Linked DNA regions of Mus musculus: region 2 is linked to region 1. Evidence: chromatin contacts called from public Hi-C data. All regions are on one chromosome and are shown on one strand. Each heading gives the region's core, a stretch centred on a gene start, on an enhancer-like site or on the middle of the called end of the contact. The rest is flanking DNA. Distances are from core to core; before and after follow the strand shown.

What was found. A called contact is a pair of places that touch in the nucleus more often than the background predicts.
Region 2: a contact with region 1 is called in a Hi-C map of the N1E-115 cell line, with 5 times the contacts expected there. The contact joins the enhancer-like site here to the promoter of Elapor2 in region 1. A contact is called at or near these places in 2 of 39 promoter capture datasets (the 3T3-L1 cell line and the C10 cell line), 1 of 484 Hi-C or Micro-C datasets (the N1E-115 cell line), 4 of 115 datasets of contacts at active chromatin or transcription factors (the 230-238 cell line, SST interneurons and stem cell-derived neural progenitor cells) and 3 of 9 other capture datasets (adipose tissue, liver and pancreatic islet).

What each region holds. Positions count from the first base shown.
Region 1 is chr5:9,262,369-9,268,108 of GRCm38.p6, forward strand. It overlaps Elapor2 (endosome-lysosome associated apoptosis and autophagy regulator family member 2), which reads left to right and starts at 3,750. Exons shown (of 22, transcript NM_172706.4): 1 at 3,750-4,088. The coding sequence starts at 3,903.
Region 2 is chr5:9,388,676-9,393,713 of GRCm38.p6, forward strand. All of the region lies in intron 2 of Elapor2 (endosome-lysosome associated apoptosis and autophagy regulator family member 2), which reads left to right. Among named protein-coding and RNA genes, the nearest start is that of Mir879, 15 kb to the left of the region's middle. Within about 2 kb of position 1,521, at least 10 of the 459 cell types and tissues checked have an H3K27ac peak or open chromatin away from gene starts, as enhancers often do. A contact at or near this core is called in the N1E-115 cell line and pancreatic islet, where this site is marked.

The DNA of each region.
Region 1 (5,740 bases), core at 2,500-4,999:
CACACACACACACTTGTGAGTGTGCGCATGCACGCACCCCCTGCACAAAATTAGGAGTTCAGGTGAAGCCCTCTTTATATGCCCTCCTAATTTTTCACTCCTTTTAATTAAATGAAATCTGCCCGTGTTTTAATACATAAAATATATTGATAAATAAATTTAATACATAAAATATCCTGCACATAACAATTGCTTTGCATGATTGTCTTCCTCACTGAGTGGAAAAAGTTCCCAAGTGTTTCCTGTGTCAGGTACCTTTCTTTGTAGTTGGGTAAAATGCCATAAACATGTCAAATGAGATTATGTTGAAGGTGCCTCCACCTGCAGCTGACTTCAACCCAAGTTAGTGTAACAGGGAACTGTGATCTAACTGAAGAGCATATTCTTTTAACAGCTATCTGAGATTGGCTGCCTTTCCAGCCAATCACAGGTTGTAAGCTAAATTTGGCAAATGCTGTGACCAATTACACTCGCTTTCTCTCTCTCTCTCTCTCTCTCTCTCTCTCTCTCTCTCTCTCTCTCTCTCTCCTCTCTCTCTCTCCCCTCTCTCCTCTCTCTCCTCTCTCTCCTCTCTCTCCTCTCTCTCTACACTCGCTTTCTCTCTCTCTCTCTCCTCTTTCTCTCTCTCCTCTCTCTCTCTCCTCTCTCTCCTCTCTCTTCTCTCTTCTCTCTCTCTCCTCTCTCTCTCTCTCTCTCTCTCTCTCTCTCTCTCTCTCTCTCTCTCTCTTTGAGTTTTACAGCTACACAGCATTAGTACAACTATATGCAACAGAAACCAATCAGAATATTGGCATATTATGGAAAATGGGTCATTTTGACATGATATTTATACCAATGAATTCATAGCTTATGTGTTTTTGATAAGTTATCCCTGTAAAAGGGCTGAGGATACAGTGTTTGCAATTAGGTTATTCCTCTATGTCATAGTCTCCAAATGAAGTCTCTCTGATGCTGTGAGGTGGAGCTCTCTGGTTTATGGTGCTATTTGGTTCATGAATATTTACATCCCTCAAATTCCACTAAACTTAATTTGTATAAAGAGTTTCTTTTACATATAACATTATTTGTTTCATTTTCCCTTAGTTTTAGATATTTAAGTTTCATTTACCTTTTTTTTTTTTGTTTTACAAATAACATTGATGAAGTGTTGGTCTTGACATTTTTATGTGCGCATTTGATCCCTCTCCCATGGCTGAATTGTTTGACAAAAAAAGAACACAGAGAATGCAAATGATACATAATGGCTATAATAAGACTACAATAATTATGGAGAATGTGAAAACAAATACTGTAAAAAAAAAAGAAGAAGAAAGGAAAGCAAACAGCTGTCTTGCTATTAGTTTATTAGAAAACCTCTGCCAACAGCTTTGGTTTTGTTTTAACCAGGCTTCTTCAATAAACCCACCCCAACTGCACACCCTACTCTCTCCTGCCACACCTGGAGACCAGCTACTTAAGGTGAGTCTCCAGGTTTTAAACATTGATAAAGTATCATTGCACTTCCTTAAGTCTCTTAGTATTCTCTGAAAATACAACTTTAATATCAGTATAGTTTTACCACAGGAAGGAGCATAACTTACTTAACTATCCCCCTTTTGGGGGCACTTAGGCTATTTAATTTTTAATTAAACAACAGTGAATGTAAAATCTTGCTCTCCTTAATCACTAGTTCTTAGATGGCTAGAATTAAAAATGACCAGAAAGACAGAAAGAACATGAAGTTGGGTGGGTAGTGAGGTGGGGAGGATCTGGAAGGAGTTAGGGAAGGGAAAAATATCAATATATAGTGTATGAAAAAATTAAATAAAAATTTAAAAAGCTAAAGGCGTACTCATACTTTGATAACTCTAATTAAGTTTATTCTTTGGCAATTTCAAATATGTTTATAATGTGCTGTGGTGCCTCCCACTTTTCCCTCCCTTATCTTCCTCCCATTCCTGTTTTCCCGGACAGGTCCCTTTCTACACTCAATGCTTGCTTTTTTGTTCTGTCTTGTCACCACCTGAGCATAACCAGGGACATCTGTGTGAATGTGGGTTGGTAGCTCACACATTCACCTGGTGGGCTCACTTCTGGGGACACAAGTGAACGCAATAACTGTCCCTCCTCCAGAATTCATCAGTAGTCAATAGTTCATGAAGGAGAGCTACAGTCCCCTGGGACCCATGATTTCCTGTTAACAGCCCAGTGCACTGGGCGTGGCTGATGTGAATTCAGGACTGTGAAGGCTATGTGGTACTTAGAGATAGCCTGAGGCAGCCCTCCTCTTTATCTTCCTTCTGGCTCTTATATTTGTTTGGTCTCCTCTTCCATCATGTTCCCTGACTGAGTAAAAATATTTTAGTATGCTGTCAAATTGTTTTCAAGAATATCCGTGTTCCGGAGTGCATAATCCACACGCACATTTTCTAGAATTGTTCTCATTCCGAGGTTCATATAGAAACACTTTTATAATATTTCATTCCGCTTACATAAAATTTATGTTTCAAACATTCGCTACTTGAATTCATACTTACTAACATTTTTGTGCTTAGAGGATTTAAATTTTTTGGTCATTTAATATTGCAATCTGGTTTACTTGCAAGAAGAAAAATCTATGTAGAACGTATGCCTGTAGCTGTGGTGCTGTTGATGTAGTTCTGTGACTGTTGTGTGTTACTGAAGTTCACCTCTGATGTACCCTGCACAAAAGAAAAGCAATGTATACTTAGTAACTCTAAGCTGTTTAATCCTTTAAGAGGAAATTATTAATTGAGAGTTACAAAGAATGCTATTTAGGCAAATCTGTACTTTAATCTACTTATGTTGAATAAAATGGGCTTTGTTTTAATAAAGAAAGTGTTTTTAATTCATAGACATATGGTTAATTGTTGACAAAGATAATATAAATTTGGCTCACATAAATTCTTGGTGGATTAAAGAATAAAAAAACAAACAAAGGAAATAAAAACCGAAGCGATAACAGAGCCACCTACCTGTTTGGCTACTCCTAAACTGTAAGTGGAAGAAAACCGAAAGGAAATGTATATATATTTGAGTGAACGTAGCTGCTGCAGACATATTCAGGTCCATTTATATTTAGTGTGTCAGTTGGGTCAGAGGATCCTTGAGCTCCTCCCATTGACATATCACCCTTCACTGCCTAGTGTGTGCGTGTGGGTCACATAAAATAGACCACCACTGCAGCTTTTGTACAGGATAAATGCTTTCCCAGAAGCAAAAAGGTTTGTTCGCCAAAAGCTACACATCTGTATGAAATAATACCTAAATCAGCAGGAAGTAGGTTTGGTACCACCACTTTTTTCCCATCTACTGTGAGGCAGGCACCCTTCCAAGAGCTTTGTGCACATCAACTTAATTAACCCGCATGGCGACCTCACGTGGTGGCTACTGTTATCATTTTCATTAAATAGATGAGATAACCGAGCTCAATACTACAAACCTCAGGCCTCTTTCCTCTCTGCCATTTCAGCAAACCCTAATCTTGTAGAAATTCATTCTGAGGCGTGGATCCTTATAAGAGATATCCCTAGGGTGTCGACAGGGGTCTAGAGAGGAGCGACACTCCGGAGTCTCTGGTCTCTCTGAATCCCTCAATCTTGTCACAAGGCTCCTGCGCGGTTGGCAGCGCCACCGCTCCACGCGTGCTGGGCTGGGCCTCAGCCGCAGCCCGCGCCACCTGCTCCCGGCTCCCGCGTCCCCGCCCCACGTCCCGCCCCCGCGCCGCGCCCGCGTCCCACGGTCCCTCCCTCTGGCGTGACGGGAGCTCGGGCGCCGGCTGCCCGCGCTGCGAGCGGCCGAGCTGTAAGCGTGCAGATCAGCCCAGTTGAGCTGAGCCCAGAGGAGGCAAGAGCACGGTCCTCGCTTCCCAGACTCCTCGCCGGAGTCCATTCAGTGCCGGGATGCTGCTGCTCACCCTGCGGCGGGCGAAAGGCAGGGATCGGGGGCGACCGGCCGGGGGTCCCCGCCGCGCGCTCTCGCTGCCCTGGAGCCCCGCCTGGATTTGCTGCTGGGCGCTCGCAGGCTGCCAGGCAGTTTGGGCTGGAGACTCGTCCTCCTCTGGCCGCCCGCTTCCTGCGTGCCAAGAGGTGAGCAGCACCGGGTCCCCACTTGGAGTTTGAGGCGGGGTGTGGGGTGGGGCGATCTCGGGGACCTGGGCTCAGAGTGACCATCACCTTTTTCGGGTTTGGAGGACAGGGGCGTTCGTTTTGCCCAGGGATGAAGTTGCTCGCCCCTGCTAGCTGGCTAGGAGCGGGTGTAGAGGCTTTCTGTCTTTCTGGTGGTGTATTTCTCTCCGTGCTGGTGTTTGGGGGTTTCTGAAGGACTTTGCTGCGCCCCCTTTGGAGAGCCAGGTCTCAGGACCTGGGTTTGAGAAAGAAATTTCAGGAAGGGGAGGAGACTGGGGAAGCCCTGCCCCATAGGATTTAGAAAACTAAGGCTTTATAGCTTTTGAGAGACCTAGATACTCACCCTCCCTCTCCTGATTTCTCTGCTCCCCAGTCTCCACAAATGCTTTCATCCAATTCTCAAGCTCTCAGCTTTCAAATACAGAACAGTGTGGTCTCTTGACATTCTGGCAAGACATGGATGTGAAGAAGGCAGAGAAGAAAGTACTTAGGAAAGAGGCGGGTTGGTGATGTAGAAAATTAGAATGGGCAAAGCAAATATGTTCCTTTGGGGAGGTTCTTCACCTGGTTGAAGTCCTGTAGCTGAGTACTTTACAGTTTAAGATCACTGCTGCTTTATAGCCAAGAAGGGTACATTCTGGGTGATTAGATCTTTCTCCTGCTTTTGGGAAAAACGAGACTTACTGTGCCAACAATTTCTAGAGGGTGTCACTGGAAGTTGCTTTGTGTGTTTACCTTTGCCTTTCATGCTCCAGAAAGTGCCTTCTTTTAATGAAAATCAATGAGGGGAAGGAAGTAACATTTCTGACCTACTTTGAGTGATTCTGTTGGAGAAGAGGTGAGGCACACACGCTGTTTTAAGGAAGATTGCTAGGAATCAGGGTGACAGGTTCTTTATAGGTATCCAGCAAAAATAGGTTAGCCATTAGCTTCTTTTGAGAAGAACGGCAAGATTCTGTTTCTGTGCTTGCTGGAACCACTTCGGAATGAGAGTATCCTCCTTTTAGACACCATCCATCATCCCTGGGTTTTCATCTTCTTCTCTTACAATACATGCCCCAGGGCAGCCCACAATGATGGAAAGTCAGATGGCAAGCTTGGGTGTGAATATGCAGCTGTACTGTAGCTAGTGAATCGGGGCAAAGTCTTGGCAAACAAACAGCTGTGCATAATTTCAGCTTGTGCTAGTATTGGTTCGATATGTATCCTGCCACTTGTCACCTGGGAATAAACCAGTGTATGGGGTTCTATAGAATTCAACTTTTTGGACATCCACAACTGTTGTGGCAAGATAAGCTTTATTGTCCAGTTGCCCAGACACAGTTTATAGCACACGTTTCTTTAACGAAGTGAAGTTCCAAGTTCCTTGCAACACTAATTCTTAGTAGTGAAGAATTGAAGACTATTTTTGAAGTAGAAAGGTCAAGGCCACTAGAAGAGATGCATATATATATATATATATACATATACGTATATATATGTATATATATTTATACATACATATATATATACATATATACATATATATATATATATATATATATATATATATTCATTCTCTTAACCCAAGCTGGGTTCAAACTCCTTATGTAGCTGGTGATGGGTAATGAGTT
Region 2 (5,038 bases), core at 271-2,770, 120 kb after region 1:
CAGCACCTAACTGAGAAAACACTAGTCCCAGATCCAGAGAGATGCCTGCTTCAAAGGAGCAAAGCAGAAACTGAAAGAGGACACCTCATGCCATTGTCTGGCCTCCATGCATGGATAAAGACATATATATATCCACACACATATGTGTACATTCATTCACACAGAAACATGTACACTTATACATGCATATATACACACATACCTCTTTTAAGAAATGAATGTGTGTGTGTGTGTGTGTGTGTGTATGTGTGTGTGTGTGATTCATGTATGTGATATACCTGTACTTGGAAGGTGAAAGTAGGAAGATCTCCTTGGATTTGGAGCCAATCTGGACTACATAAACATTCCAGAGCAGCCTAGGGTACCAAGTATTATTGTTTCAAAAAATAAATAAAACAAAAATTGATAAAGAAAATATAGACTGTGTTTTATATTTATTTATAGAATTGTATACTGTCCTCAGAAAGTTCCGAGTTATATCATTTTTAAAAGTGTGGGTGATGCTGGAAGTCATTATGCTCAGTAAATCATGAAAGACACTACAGAAGCAGAAAGACAAACACCGCACTCTCACTTACGTATGAAATTTAAACCAGCTGAAGTCACAGAAGCAGGGAGTAGAATGGGGAAGTGTTAGTAAGACACATAATGTTCCATTTAGTCAGGAGGAATAAACACCAATTATTCAGGGTAAGAGATATGTTAATTAGCTCAATTCAAATTTTACCTAGAACATGTACATCAGAACATCACTTTATGTACCATATATATGCAATTGTATTTTGCCGCCATCTATTGTCATGCTTGACTAACATAGTAAATGTTATGGGAAGTTAGTAATGCTATGATTTAAAGCATGTTGTGTAATTTCTTTGTAGTTTTCCATTGCAACATTTCTACAGTGGTGTCTTGTTAATGGCTTTTAGTGGTGTCTGATAGCCTAACCTCAGTTCTAACTCATTTGTCTCTGAGAAAAATATTCCATAATTTTGAAGAAGCATTTATTAAATGTCCCTTATGGTTACTGACAAGAAGGATAGAAAATCATGAACATTTCCGTGTTTTCAGAGATTTTCATGTCAGCCAGGGAGAAGTAAATAAAGCCACTGCAGAAAAGGTGTGAAGGGTGGGGCACCGTAGTATCCAGGATGATCTCAGCAAGGACAGAAGGTACTCAGATGGCATCAAATGCCTCACAGTGAAGCAGATGTGAGCTTCAAGCTCAGAGTCATCAATTACCAGCTGGGCAACCTTGGAAAACTATTAATCTCTCGTTGGTTCATGTGGGAAAAACACGTATCCTGATTTAGGGCTATAAAGGGATTTAAGCTCCATACATTTGGTACCAGCCACGTTAATTCACCGAGAACAACCCCCCGCCCCAAGTGGATCCTAAAGCTCTTCCTCTTGGTAACATAAAGGTGCTTGCTGGGCATAGGCACCCCCGCTGACTGCAGTGGGTCTGGGTTTTCCTGAGTCCTCTGTGAGGACTGCATGGCTAGCTTCCAAGGGAAGTGTGGGTGAGTCAGGGATTCTGGTAAATGTCCCAGTCTTCTCCTGGGTCACGCCAAGGACAATGAATGGCTTTCAACCTGAAGATACCCACGGGTTCTAAGGTTGTGAGCAAAAAAATGCAATTCATTTGTCTGGAGTCATAAATACACAGTACAGTTTAGTAGGAATGGTAGTTGAAGTACTAAAAGTAAATAATCTTTGCTGTGTGGCAGACACACATTTAAATGCTAGATGTGCATGACTTAAATTATTTAGTTATCACAGCAGCCATAAAACCATCTTCTACTGCATCTTCTGGAATGTTTTAAACAGAAGAACTGAAGTAAAGCATGGAAACACAGGTCACAGTCAGAACTAAATTTGGACACCAGACAGATGAGGACGTGGACCACTTTTATTAAAATTTATTTTGATCATATTCTTTCATATCCTCCCAACTCTTTTAAGATCTTCCCCATCTCCCTGCCCACTCAACTTCATGTTTATTCTCTCTTTCTCTCGCCCATAAAAGAAAAAAAAATGAAAAAGAAAATTTGTAAGACAAAATACCAAACAAAACTCACTGTTTTCTTCCTTTCTCCCCCGCCCCCCATCTCTCTTACCACCCCCCGCCCACACACACACATACACACCCACACACACCCCACACTCACACACACGCTCACGTGTACACATATGGAGGCCATTTTGTGTTGGCCAACCCCTGGAATGTGATTTGTCTTTATCATACCCCTCCCCTCAAGGCTCAGGGAGCTATGTGGGAAGGTAGAGGTAAACAGAGTGTACAAGTAAAGGCTGGTGGATAAAGACAAGAAAATGGCATCTTCCAGACGCAACATGACTGATAGACACATGAACTCACAGAGGTTGACAGCATGCACAAAACCTGCACAGGTTCACACCAGACAAAGTCCCAGCATTGAAAGCAGCTTTTTGTTTGTTTTTCAAGACAGGGTTTTTTTGTGTAGCCTTGGTTGTCCTTAAACTCACTTTGTAGACTAGGCTGACCTTGAACTCACAGTGATACACCTGGCTCTGCCTTCTGAGTGCTGGGATTAAAGGTGTGCACCGCCATCACCCAGTTGAAATAATCTCCTAATCCCAGGCTCCTTAACTGTGCTTTGGAACATGGCACAGTGCACAGCAGACCAGTATTCCTCCCTCCTCCAGGAGTATGTGCTTTCCCAATATCTTACTCTTGGAAAAATTGATGTATATAGGATAGCTAAAAGGGAATTTTGAAAAGATTAGATCCAAAGGCTCAGATATATTTTTGTGGGTTATTTAAGTTGGCTAAACATCTCTGTAGACTTTATTTTTATTTGTATTCATTTTCTAGAAAGAGTAGAGTCTAGCATGTAGAACATTGAGAAAGTTTATAGTAATGTCCTTATATACAGAGTTAGTTTGGCTAATTTGTGCCTAGCATTTAAATGCTTTATATGTAGTATATGTTTTCCTTACTTAACAAATATCAAAAATAGGCAGAATTTTTACCTACAAAAATTCTTCATTTAGAATTTCAGGGTTGTTTTTTGTTTGTTTTTGTTTTGCAACATAGAATAAGCTGTTGAAAGACAGCTGGAATCCTCTAATGACGCCTGGGAAGGTTCTAGAATTCTACAGGACTCTGTCACCTGAATCACTCCGGGGTTCCTAACTCACAGTCTCATAGGGTATCAGTTTTTGTTGGTAAAACACAAATACCTAATAAGACTTGTAAGAACTCATTCTGTGTGGACCAAGACAGGATCACTTTGTTCTCAGGAAGTTTGGTATAGGAATGCTGGTGTTCATTTCTAGGAGGGACCTTGAGTGTACTCAGGGTCCCATAAGTGGCAGGTGAGAGGCTGGAGTGGAAGATAGCCTTAAGAGATGAGATTAAAAAAAAACCCACAAAACTATTGAGAACAGCCAGAACCAGGCCTATGGCAACAGTAATGTGTGATGGGGGCTGTGGTTAAGGGAACTTATCTGAATAAAATGTTTCCCAAGGAAGGGAGGGAACTCAGCTCTCAAAACTGCAGTAAGGTTGGAGAGGCTCTCAGGAGGGAGAAGATGACAGGTACGTTCTCAGGACAGAAGTGCTAAGAGCTAGAGTGTTGGGGGCATAACCAGAGCTGAGAAAAAACAATTTCACAGATGTGTTGCTTTGCCTCCTTTGGTGAGTCACCAAGTACTCTACACACTTTCCTTCCTGTAACCTTTGCTATTATTGCTCTTTTTCCTCCCTCCTTCTCTTCCTCCCCTCTCCCTCCTTTTCTGTCTCTTTCTCTTCTTCTGAACCTTAGGTTATCTTGTTCTCAATGAACTGAGACTTGTCCCCTTCATGATAAAATATTGAAGTCAGTGAGAGTAGTATACATTTGTATTTTTCATTGTTTTTTAAAGATGAAAACTACCCTTGCTTACCTTAAAAAGAATGGAGTCTTTTTAGGTCTTCTGCTAATTTAATGAGGATTGTCTGTTGTTTTATACTGTTCTGTTTCCCTGGATGATCAGGCTTGTAGTTCAGGAATTCTACCGGATTTGACCATATGAGGATGTGTGTGAAGGGAGATGTACTTTGAGAATCAGCGTTCAGATAGGAGAGGCAGCACTTTCATTAAATACTCCTTAGAATGGCAGTTAAAAAGTGTGCAAGAATTGGTTTTATTAATGTACCTTTGTGGATCTCTTGACTAGCTTTCATTTTGTACAGTGAGAGGTGAAAATCTGTATTCTTAAGGCATTCCCAAATAAAAACTTAGAAATTCCAGCTTCATGAGCCACACTTTCTATAAATGGGAAGTTAGAAATCATTATTGGTAAGATTTGACTTAGAAAGTTCAGTTCTGATCATTTAGCCATTTAGCTTCTGCTTGCATGGTAATCACACACAAGGACCTTTGGGGCCATGCTAGACCTAGAATTCATGTCTTTTGACTTCCAGGGCAAGGCTTTTCCTAATGCTACCCTTTTTGTTTTAAGTGGAAGCAGTGAGTTTCTTAGTTTCAGTGTAGTAAACTCTTCTAGCATCATAGTCCCAAGTGCTTCACACTTGTGAAGCAGGAGACAGATTGTGTTGGATGGAGTCTGCTGTGAGCGTCTGTAAAGATGTTCACAGAGGTGGACAGTGCCATGCAGGTACAGATGCAAAGGCTCCTAAAATAGCCACAAGATCTCAAAAGTCCTTTAACCATCCTGATAGAAGATGATTGATTAGCTATCATGGATTCATTTTTATATGTGATCAAATCAGGCCTTAAAACCAATAACTTATAAATTATAGTGGAACACTAGTATAGCTTGTTAATGCTTTTTGTGCAAAACAAATTCTATTCACAGAATCTGGATAAGTTGTCTTCTATGATTCTCATACTGCTTTAGATTGAACATGACAGGCAATTGACAGCTCACTGCCAGCTCTCCTTAGAGGAAAATGTCTTCTTAAGATAAGTGGACTGTCATTAGTTAAAAGGGACAAGCTTTCCCTTTAAGCCAAAGGAAGCTGGCCTCCTGTGAATCAGAGGAATGGCAGGAA